2 separate regions of the Mus musculus genome follow, and region 1 is linked to region 2. Evidence: chromatin contacts called from public HiChIP or PLAC-seq data. All regions are on one chromosome and are shown on one strand. Each heading gives the region's core, a stretch centred on a gene start, on an enhancer-like site or on the middle of the called end of the contact. The rest is flanking DNA. Distances are from core to core; before and after follow the strand shown.

The links. HiChIP or PLAC-seq counts read pairs in DNA pulled down with a chosen protein or histone mark.
Region 1: an H3K27ac HiChIP or PLAC-seq map of VIP interneurons shows a contact between it and region 2, with 5 times the contacts expected there. The contact joins two enhancer-like sites. A contact is called at or near these places in 1 of 484 Hi-C or Micro-C datasets (embryonic fibroblasts) and 2 of 115 datasets of contacts at active chromatin or transcription factors (VIP interneurons and embryonic stem cells).

What each region holds. Positions count from the first base shown.
Region 1 is chr9:105,926,605-105,932,022 of GRCm38.p6, reverse strand. It overlaps Col6a5 (collagen, type VI, alpha 5), which reads left to right. Exons shown (of 41, transcript NM_001167923.1): 7 at 688-1,263; 8 at 3,406-3,981. Among named protein-coding and RNA genes, the nearest start is that of Col6a5, 31 kb to the left of the region's middle. Within about 2 kb of position 3,417, at least 9 of the 459 cell types and tissues checked have an H3K27ac peak or open chromatin away from gene starts, as enhancers often do. A contact at or near this core is called in VIP interneurons, where this site is marked.
Region 2 is chr9:105,689,070-105,694,684 of GRCm38.p6, reverse strand. It overlaps Col6a6 (collagen, type VI, alpha 6), which reads left to right. Exons shown (of 37, transcript NM_001102607.1): 37 at 4,984-5,268. The coding sequence ends at 5,188. Among named protein-coding and RNA genes, the nearest start is that of Pik3r4, 49 kb to the right of the region's middle. Within about 2 kb of position 1,449, at least 27 of the 459 cell types and tissues checked have an H3K27ac peak or open chromatin away from gene starts, as enhancers often do. A contact at or near this core is called in VIP interneurons, where this site is marked.

The sequences.
Region 1 (5,418 bases), core at 2,168-4,667, 240 kb before region 2:
GCTGTGTTTTGTTTTGCAAACCCTAGCGTGTCTCCCATTATTATTGTCCTTGAATTGGCCTCTGACGTTGTTTTTATGCTGAAAGCTAATTAGCAGAGGCACCCTTGGATCAGAGATGCAACAGAATGGAATAGTGCGGTATAAGGGCCATCAGCCATGAAGCCCCTTAGTTAAGGGCGCGTGTGCCCTTAGAATCCTGCTCTGCAACTTGCCCTTGGCTGAGCTATAAAAATGCCAGCAACCACCTTGTAGAACCAAGTGAGACAGGGGCTCAACTGGCAAAGTGCTTGCCACAAAAATATAAAGATCAGAGCTTGATCCCCAGGTTCCATTGAAAAAGCCAGAGTTTTCAAACATGTGCCTATAACTTCAGTGTTGAGGAGGTAGAGACAGTCAGAGCCTTGGGGCTTGCTGGCCATCCAGCCTAACCTACTTGGCAAGTTCTAGACCAGTGAGGGACCTTGTTTCAGAACCAAGGTAGATGGTGTTCTGAGGAGTGAAACCCGAGGTTGCTTTTTGGCCTCCACATGCACACAGCTATACACATATGAGAGAGATGAGACATGGGTAATGAGGTTGGGGCGCCGTGTACCTAGAATGCTCATGGCAAACGTTGACCATATTCCCTCAGTGTATGTAGGTGGCATGGTGGAGTTTGTGAGTGCCTGGTGTTTACTTCTTTTTCAGATTGCAAGAGGATCGAACTCTTAGACATCGTGTTTGTGCTGGACCACTCAGGCAGCATAGGTCCACGTGAGCAAGAAAGCATGATGAACCTCACCATCCACTTGGTGAAGAAGGCAGACGTTGGTAGGGACCGAGTGCAGATTGGAGCGCTCACATACTCCAACCATCCCGAGATCCTCTTCTATCTTAACACTTACTCAAGTGGATCAGCCATTGCTGAGCATCTGAGGAGGCCCAGGGACACCGGAGGGGAGACCTACACTGCCAAGGCTCTTCAGCATTCCAACGTCCTGTTCACAGAAGAGCATGGCAGCCGCCTGACGCAGAACGTGAGGCAGCTGATGATTGTCATCACGGATGGCGTGTCCCACGACCGAGATAAACTCGACGAGGCAGCACGGGAACTCAGAGACAAAGGCATCACCATCTTTGCAGTGGGTGTAGGAAATGCCAACCAAGATGAACTGGAGACCATGGCAGGGAAGAAAGAAAACACTGTCCATGTAGACAACTTTGACAAACTGAGAGATATTTACCTGCCTCTGCAAGAGACTCTGTGTAATAATTCACAAGAGAGTAAGCCGTCATAACTATTGTTTAATACTTTGTTGAGACTTGATTATGATGTGTGTTGATCATATTCACACCCCCTCCTTCCTTTAACCTCTCCCAGACCCACCTCTCGCCTCCACTCCCCCAGCTTCACATCTTCTTTTCCAGTTTGGGCTGCCCAGATACTTGTGGATGTGGGGCTAGCTGTGGGGCTAGACACCCTTAAAGAAAAGCGAGTCTACTTCCCCCAGAAGCCACCCACTGCAAACAGTTCCTCAGTTAGGGATGAAGACTGGTGATCCCTCCCACTTCCATGACAGAATGCTCACCTATTGATCTCATGCAAGACTCAGTCACAGCTACTCTCCTATCCTCAAGACGCTGTATTATCTGGTCCTCTTCAACCTCTGGCTCCTACAATCTTTCTCCCTTCTGTTCCATGATGGTATCTGAGCTTTTAGGTGTGTGATATATGCATGTGTACCTATTCTTCTCTGTGTGTGTCTGAGTGTGTGTATCACCCCTCCACCCATCTGTCCTGTTGCCATGTGGGTCACTCTCAAAAATTTATGATGTATCTTACACACACTGGACTATGTCACACCACTGTCTACAGCATTTTGGAAGCTTTCTAACTCTCTCCAACCGTTGTGCACTTATCCCATCTTATCCCTTCTCATGTCTTCTTTCCTATTCTGAAATTTCTTCACCTCTTTGTGCACTTCGTTCTAACCCCTGTGATCAGCTTATCACTTGCCTGTAGCCAATCTACTTAACAAGTTTAAGCTTTGTTTGCTCCATGCTCCCAGACTCGCACACTTGTCTTTCTCTTGGTGTTAGCACTTAGTGCATAGCTTAATGTGGTGAGCTTCTCTCATCTGCCCCCATCAAATGACTGCGGGTTCATCAGCCTCTTGTTCATTACTGGGTCCCTGCCAAATCCAGTACATCACTAACCCTGGTTTTGTCCTAGGAATATGCATGCTACTTTATTCTTGTCTCCTATGACACCTTTCAGAAGTGGATGCTGAGATGGAGTTTGGGGTACACACATTTTAAGGAATCACACTTGTGAAATAAAAAGAAAGGCAGGGTAGGCAGAAGTTAGCCCGTGATGCATGTCCAATGAGGCTGTAAACTTAGTAGCACTGGTGCAAGCACTTCCCAAGATGGCTGCCCAGCATCAGGCTAAGATGGCAAGGATGGGGTGAGGAGGGAGTGTGAACTGCCCTGGGAAAGATGTCATTTGCAAGACATCTCTATACGGAAATCAGACCTGAAGGAGCTGACAGCTGGAGCTTCCACTCACTGCAAGAAGCTTAATCTTTCTTGAAGGCTTGTCTGGGCAGCTTGGCTCTGTGTCTGCCCCTCTGCTTCACGGGGAATTGTGTGACGCTGGGCAACCAATGGTTTCCATCTGTGATTGCCCTTCTGCTGTTCAGAGCCAGGGACTCTGACTGGAGGTTGGAGAAAGTTATCTCTTGGTTTTAGAAAATTTCACATTGAGCTTCAGGGGGATGGTCCTGTGCAATGTTTATGAACAGTGCACACTTGTTTCATACACGTCTAATATTGAGACATTAGAAAACTGAAGTAGAAAAAGTCTATTTTATGTGCTTTTATGAATCTACCCAACTCTGAATTCCCCTTTCTATACATGCACAGTTAGAATGTGTCATGAGCTGGTTGGGAATTACGATGTTAGTGCATGCCCAAAGAATTTTGGAAATGATACTATTTAATACACATGTAAACTGGCAACATCAGCAACAACAGAAGTTTCAGCAATACACTGTGGTATTGCTACCTCGCCCCTTCTGATCTGCAGACATTGCAGAGACTTCCAGGCTTGCAAAATATCTCTTCATGGGAGTATTCAATCTGTTCAAATTACCTACTTCCTTTCTGAATAGCCTGCAGTATCTTTCTCAATACCTCATGCAAATATAATTACACTTTGAAAAACGTCTATTATCCTCCCCTTTCCTGATATTTTTCCTTCTCTTTGCAGTCCAATCACTGAGTCTCTCCTCTGTTAATTTATCTCAATTCCCTGCTAATGCAAAACAATTTAAGTATTTAGCAAAGCAATTTGAGTAGCTCAGTAATGGAACAATTTAGAATGATGCATGAGGAAATAATTTATACTTCTCCTTTCTGTTCCAGCTTGTAACCTTCCGGAAGCTGATGTGATTTTCCTTTGTGATGGCTCTGACATGGTGTCTGATTCAGAGTTCGTTACCATGACAACTTTCTTGTCAGACTTAATTGATAATTTTGACATTGAGTCTCAAAGAATGAAGATTGGGATGGCTCAATACGGGAGCCGGTATCAGGAAATTATTGAGTTGGAAAGCTCTCTGAACAAGACTCAGTGGAAGTCTCAGGTCCACAGTGTGGCCCAGAGCAAGGGGTTGCCACGCCTTGACTTTGCTCTCAAGCATGTGAGTGACATGTTTGATCCATCCGTTGGCGGGAGAAGGAACGCTGGTGTCCCTCAGACTCTGGTTGTTATAACATCTAGTTCTCCACGCTATGATGTGACAGACGCGGTAAAGGTCCTGAAAGACCTTGGCATCTGTGTCCTGGCTTTGGGCATAGGGGATGTTTATAAGGAACAGCTTCTGCCCATCACAGGCAATTCAGAAAAGATAATTACTTTCCGAGACTTTAATAAGCTAAAGAATGTGGATGTGAAGAAGAGAATGGTTCGTGAAATTTGCCAGAGCTGTGGGAAAGCCAGTGAGTGTCTTGCTGTTGTTTGGTTTTATCAACCAAGGCTTCCTGTGCCTTTGTTTCATAAGGGTATACTGTGGGCTAGCCCCTGAGGAATCCATTTAGAACACCGTGTGCTGAGAGGAGACATCGATTGCTGCTTCTCCCTGGAAGCTCTCGATTAGTCAACCTTCCTCAGTGGCAGGATTGGGTACAGAGCACAAGGGGATAGGGTTGGCTGTGTCTTGTAGACATCCCTGTCTTCTCACTACAGCCAGAGTTTCTGCTCCTTTCATACACGGAGCTCTGTCCCTTGTACAAGGAGATGAAGGATCGTGTCTTTCATCTGGTAGGATGTAAGAAAAATGAATATTCAGTATTGAAACTTTAACTGTTTCAATATTGTGTTAAACTAGTAACAGACTCTGTGTTGTATGTGCTGTTTATGTGTATATGTGTATATATATATATACACATATATATATATTTATAAATATGTATAGAGTAGATTTGTAAAAATGTTATTTTTATGGTTTTGCTTTTGTGTGTGGATGTTTTGCCTGCCTGTATGTCTGTGGACCATATGCATGCAGTGACCTCAATGACCTTAGGGACTAGAAGAGGGCATCCAATCCTGTGGAACTTGTCTGCTCGCAGCTACCATGTGGGTGTGGCTGCAGTGGTCCACAAAAGTCAGAAGAGGGTGTCAGAGCCCCTGGAACTGGAGTTGCAAATGGTTGTGAGCCAGCCTGTGGGCACTGGAAGCTGATTCTGGGTCCTCTGCAAGAGCAACACGTGATCTTAATTACTGAGCCATCTGTCTAGCCCTGGTTTGTTTCCCTTTTTAAGAATAACATCTTCATGATCGTAACGTAGTAAAGATTTTAGTTATCTTTACAGATTACGTAATCCACAAATGTAAATGGTTGTAAAAGCCTCTTGGATGTTGTAGAGGAATCAGCTTGGCAGGGTGTGAGGTCAGGAAACTGTAGAATGGTATTCTACAGGGATGTCACTCTTCAGCGGCAGCTGGCAGGAGCCACAGGGCACTCAGGTTCTGTGCATTTGGGGCTAGGAGTTGGGAAGACACCACAGAAGCAGGCATTTCTCACTATATGGAATTTGTGTATGGGCAGTAATCCTCCCTACTGCCATCTCCAGAGCCATGATGCTGGAGGCTACTGCATCCTTTATAGCATGTGTCAGGCTCTCCAAGTGCTCCCTGTTTTTTCGTGTCCTGCTTGGGTACTTGTGTGGAGGTAAGATGAAGGAAGAGCTCTGGGGCTAGAATTAGTCAGAGTCCTTACTCTGGAGTAGCACCACCATGTCCCCTAGTCTGAGAAGGAGCAACCGGCAAGGAACAGAAGGGACCCAACATGCGACTTGCTCATTCTGTCTAGCCGGGGTAATGTACTTGTTAGTTGACTGTGCTTACAAACTGGAGACGGTACAGCTCTCAGGCTT
Region 2 (5,615 bases), core at 200-2,699:
TGGGCTTCCTGGTGTGTAGAAGAGAATGTTCTTTAAGAGACGTTTGCTAAAGAATTTTAAGGATAGCATGTAAGATGGTTGCGACCACGGTATCAATGACTTCCCCGTTCTGTGTGTGATGTGCATGAACGTGTACACTTGGATGCACATGAAGAAGCCTGAGTCAGGTGTCGTCTTTCTCCTCCTGTACGGGGCACAGTCCCCCCCCCCCCCCTGAGGCAGCATGATGGTCTAGCAAGTCTGGTTGGCAGGCTCGCTTCAGGGATAGCATCTTACCTCGTGCCATGCTGGACTTACAGGGCTGCAGAACCCGGTTTAATGGGTTCTGGGGATCCCATTCCAGTCCTTAAGTTGTGTGGCAAGCTCTTGGCCCACGGAGCCATCAGGTAGCTAGGAGCACTTCTTTGGTAAGCGACTGAACTAACACCCAGCTGTAGGCCATGACCAAGCACCATCACCTGGCTCATGCTTAGACAGACCCCCATTAGCATTAGGGAGGCTTGGTGTGTCTCCCTTGGAGTGTGTGCCCTCTGTGTGATCATCTGGACTGGGCAGGCATTCCCAGCCTGGATGCTAAGGACCCCTGAGAAGCTCCTGCCTGGAGGCTCTGGCTTCCCTCCAGCCATGAAGCGAGCCGGGGAACTGTCCAGCAGCAAATGTTTCCTGAAGTCCAGTGAAAAGCGGCCATGAAGCTAGTCCAAGAGGAGTAGGGCGCCCCCTGCTGCGGGTGCCTGGCACTGTTTAGAGTTGACTGGACTGACACTTGGGCTGAGGCAGGTGTGGCAGCTTCAAGGAACTCTGGAGGGCTGTGCACCTAGGCTTAGCTCACTGTAACTGCTGTTAGTTTTGAATTTTGGGTTTTCTAAGTGATGGAAAAAGAAATTCCTCACTGGGGGCTCAGAGCCTCTGTTCACTTGAAATCCCCAGTTTCTACATTCCAGTGACTGAGCATCTTCCGGCTCCCCTGGCCTCCCTCCCTTTCCCATTCCCTTCACGGGGGCTTGTGGCCTGGCATGCTGTATTGGGAAATAGTGGCATCCTTGCCTTTGTCTTTGCTTGTCTCCACCCAGCCATCCTAGCAGGAAGGTGGTGATATTCTGAGGCACTGTGCCCAGCAGCTAGCTAACTGACAAAAGGGGCCCAGCATCTGGGAATCTGTCTAGAAGCTGGCAGGCCAAGCCATAGGATGGGGTCACCAGAAGATACTGTGTGTCTCCATGCCAGAGCCCAACATCAAAGAAAAATGAAAAACTGTCATGGCGAGGGAGGGAGGAACAGCCATAGAAGAAAATGCTTTTCTTCTCTGCCTTCTGAGGCAGAGGCTTAAGTGTTCATCCTACCGGGCTTGACAAATTTGCAGCCAGCTCCGACTGCAAAGGCAGGTGTCGGCACTAACCGACACACTCGAGAGGCAATTTTAGAAACTGCTTTGTTTGAAGACAGGATCAAGTGGGAAGACAGAATCCTCAGGGCGTTTAAACAGGGAATCTCTCCTTCTCTACGGTGCCCTTGATACAGAGGAGGCTCAGCTTCTCCTGTGAATCTGAAGTGGCCAAGTGGCTGGGGCACCAAGGAATTGAGATGTGGAATGTATACCACTGTCCATGAACTCCCTGGTGGTGTAATCGCCCGGGACTCCCAGGCCGCCCCTAAGTAACTCAAGATGATGATGAGAGGAGTCGGGGCTGCTTCTGAAGCTCCCTCCTGGGCCTTTCAAGTAGAGCGAGGCAGAGAGGAACATGGGATTGAGGAGTCTGCCTGCTAGGCGCAGGGGCTGGCCAGACAGATGAGATGCCACCCCGAGAATGCCGTGCCTCCGGATTACCTGTGGATTTGAGGAAACATGCCGGAGCTGGTCTGTAACAGAAAGGGTGTGGACTCTTGCCACAGGCAATCAAGACAGATGGCCAGAGGGCGAGCCCATAGCAAGGCTTTGTGTAAGCACTCAGCTCTACTTTTACTGAAGACACAAAGCTGCCTACGTGCTGTGCCAGACTCCAAAGCAGAGACAGGCAGAGCCTAAATTGGTGGGCGGTAAAAATGGGCAAGCATCCCTGCCACATGAACAACACATTTGCTTTCTAAAGTACATTTTCTGGATGCACGATATGTATATGGGTATGCACGCACGCGCGCGCGCGCGCACACACACACACACACACACACACACACACTTAGGAATAGAAGCAAGCTCATCTGTGCCACTCATCCCACTGCCTCTACTCAGTAAGCAGAGCATGGCTGCCTCCCGATTATCTACACAGATGGAGGAATCTGTGACCACAAGGAATGGAAAGCTACAGTCAGTACCTGTCCACTCCTGCTTTATCTAGAACATGCCACATCTTGCTTTCTATAAGGTTCACTAGAGCTAGGCTCCAGTTGGAAAATCTGAATTATTTAATCCGAATTCCTGTTGTTGATGCCTGTTGTTGGAGTTACCGACCAGCAAAGTATTCTCCCAAACAAGACACAGTAGAAGACAAATCAGAACAAAACCTAGGTAGTCAATGATCCTTACTAAGATGCTTATTAACTGCTTTATCAAATACAAACGCCCATCTGTAACAGTAGAAAGAATAACCATGAAAGCTAAGGCATGGGCCCAGCACTTAAATAAAGCACTGGCCATGTAAGCACTGAGGGCCTGAATTTGGATCCCAAGACCCCACAGTAAGAGGCAGGTGCAAGGACACCAGGAGCTCACTGGCCACTTGTTACCAGCCAGCTATCTCAAACCAAAGCTGACAGTGCCTGAGGACCAATACCAGGCATGTCCTCTGGCCTCCGCATGAGCACCCATGGGCATGCACACACACAGGAACACACATACCACCCCAGCCCCAAACAAAACAGCACAAAGAAAGGCTTTTAACATGTTTGACCCTTTGTGGAAAAGGTGCCAGGGTTGGGCTTAGAAGTAGTTGCCAATCTAATGATTTTTTTAAAAGGTTTATTTTTAATTATATGTATATATGTCCATGGTGAGTGTGCGCACATGAGTATGGTGGCTTCAGAGGCTAACGGTGTTGGATGCCCTAGAGCTGGGTAAGCTGCTCTACATGGGTGCTGGGAGCCAAACTGACACATCTCCAGCTGTGCTGTTCTTACACCTAAGGGATATAATCAAAGAAACAGGTGGGGAAAGGCGGGGAAGAACCACAGATGAGCTAGCCAAGCCTGAGAACAGTGCTATTTAGACTCAGAAGACATCCTTTGCAGGGAGTCGCGCTCCTTTATCAAAGTGGCCACTGGATGATGGGCTGCCCACAACCCAGTGGATGCACACCCACGGGCATGCGGGCAGCACTAACTGAACGCAGGGTTATTAATGACAAACAAAGGACATTACGTTAGGGAGACAATGGGATGATGGGCACTCAAGGAAACAGGAGGGTAGTGGTGGGCAAATATGACCAAAAGCATTGTATAAATGTAAGAAAATTTAAGATTTTAGAGAACTTCATACATGAATACTGCATCTTCATCACTTCAACTGCCCAACTCCTTCCATATTCCTTTCCAAACTCATTATATATGTGAGATATACATATATATCTCACATACACACACATGTATATACAACCTCTGGGTCCATTTAGCATTGCCCACATGTACCCAGGGCTGACCACTTAGAATTGGACAACCTATGCAGGAGCTTGTCCCTAGAAGAAGTTGCTTCTCCCTCTCAGAAGCCACTGCCACCTGTGGCTCTTCATCTAAGGATGGGAGTGTGTGACTTTTGCCCATCCCTGTTGGTATTCAACTGGTGATGTCAGCATGCTGGACTGGCTCATGCAAGCACGAGGTTGAGAGTTCATGGGTAGGCTTTTCCTGTCATGACTAAGGGACTCTGAAACAGCAGGCATCCTGGTCCTCTGGTTCTTAAAATCTTTCCACCCTCCTTCACAATGTTCCCTAAGTGGTACAGGGACTGCATTGCAGATCTGTCAGTTGGGGTTGGGTACCGCAGGGATATGTATTGTCTGTATTTTGAACAGGTCTGTTGCAAAAGGAAGCTTCTTTGGTGGGGCTTGAAAGATGCACTTGTCTATGGATAGAAAGACAGGTACTTAGAATAATTAGGGATTGTATTCACTTAGGGAGATGGCAGCAGAAGGCTCTGTAGAGTCTATGGCTCTCCAGCCGTGGGTAGTTGGCCAGGTTTACAGTAGTAAGTGTAAATTCTCTCCCACTGAGCAGGCCTCATGATCAAATAGAGAGCTGTTAGCTGCCCAACAAAAGGGGCCACTATTGCACCCTTGGGTGCATGCACTCTTGCTGTCAGGTCACTGCAGCTTATAGGCTTCCACTGGGTAGGACTACCCGTTGCTCCTCTCCCTTGGCAGCTCTTCATGCAGGCTGCTTCTAGATCAGGTCCAGTCAAATTCCTCTAAGTGCCCCTGCCCAGAGTGTCCTCAGCAACAGGCTTTTACCTTCAGGTTCTCAAAGGCAACCAAGAGCAAGGGCAATAGCCCACATTGCTATGGAAACTTGTGTTCTCTTAGCCAACAGCTTGAAGGAGGCGTTTCCTAAGCCTGGCACTGCAGGTTTTGCTAGATGAGGGCATAGCTCTTAGGGACAGCATCAATCACCTCATGTAGTGTACCTGTTAAAAATAGATATATGCACATACCTGTCTATGTACATACATACACACGTATATGTATACACACAACACAGATACATGTAGGTACACACATATATGTATGCACATGCATACCTTTATTAAATGCACTTATGAAATGTTCCTATATGGCTTTTTTGAAATTCTTTAGTGTTCTCTCTCCTTCCTCTTCTCCCCTGTATTATCAGCACCATGATAGGCCAATATAATCTCTACTTAAAATATTTCTTACATTTACCCTGGAGGGGTGGGATGAAGAAGCAGGTATAATGGCTTAGGAAGAAAGGTTGCCATGGAGCCAGTTGGGCTGGTCGGGCTCGGCCTCACGTGTGCTGTTCTCTCTTTTTGTTGTGCAGCTTTGTTCCAGGACCACAGAAAGCCAACCTCAAAGACCACACAGCAGAGGCAGCAAAGCTCTTTCAAGATAAAAAACGCCTTTCAAGTATGCTGAAAGGGGGCAGAGCTACTATTTCAAGTCTTTCCAGAAGCACACGCTATGCCTTTAAACAGGGGAAAGAAGCAATAAAAGCCACTTCTAAACTCGGTAAACGAAGTGCCTGAACAAGTTAGCCATGGTCAGACTCTCGACTTAGCACCGGATCTACCCCTGACCTCCGAGTTCTTAACTGGGCTGCTCACCAGCATCTGAGGACTGCTCTGGGGGGAAGAACAAGCCAGTGGCTGTAGGCAGTCAGGTGCCTTGACCCCCTACACTCATGGGATTAAGATCTATTTTGTATGTTTACTTGACAACTCCAGACAATTCTAGCTTAACTATGAGGAGATGGAAGACCAACACACACACACACACACACACACACACACACACACACGCACACACACACAGGTTTTGAAAGTTGAATGGAGACATAATTTTGAAGTTGACTTGTTTTGACAGTGTATGCATGTGGACATGGGCCAATGTAAACTCTTTATTGCAACCCTCTGCTCTGTCTTCCATGTGCAAAGCCGCCCTTTTAATATGCTA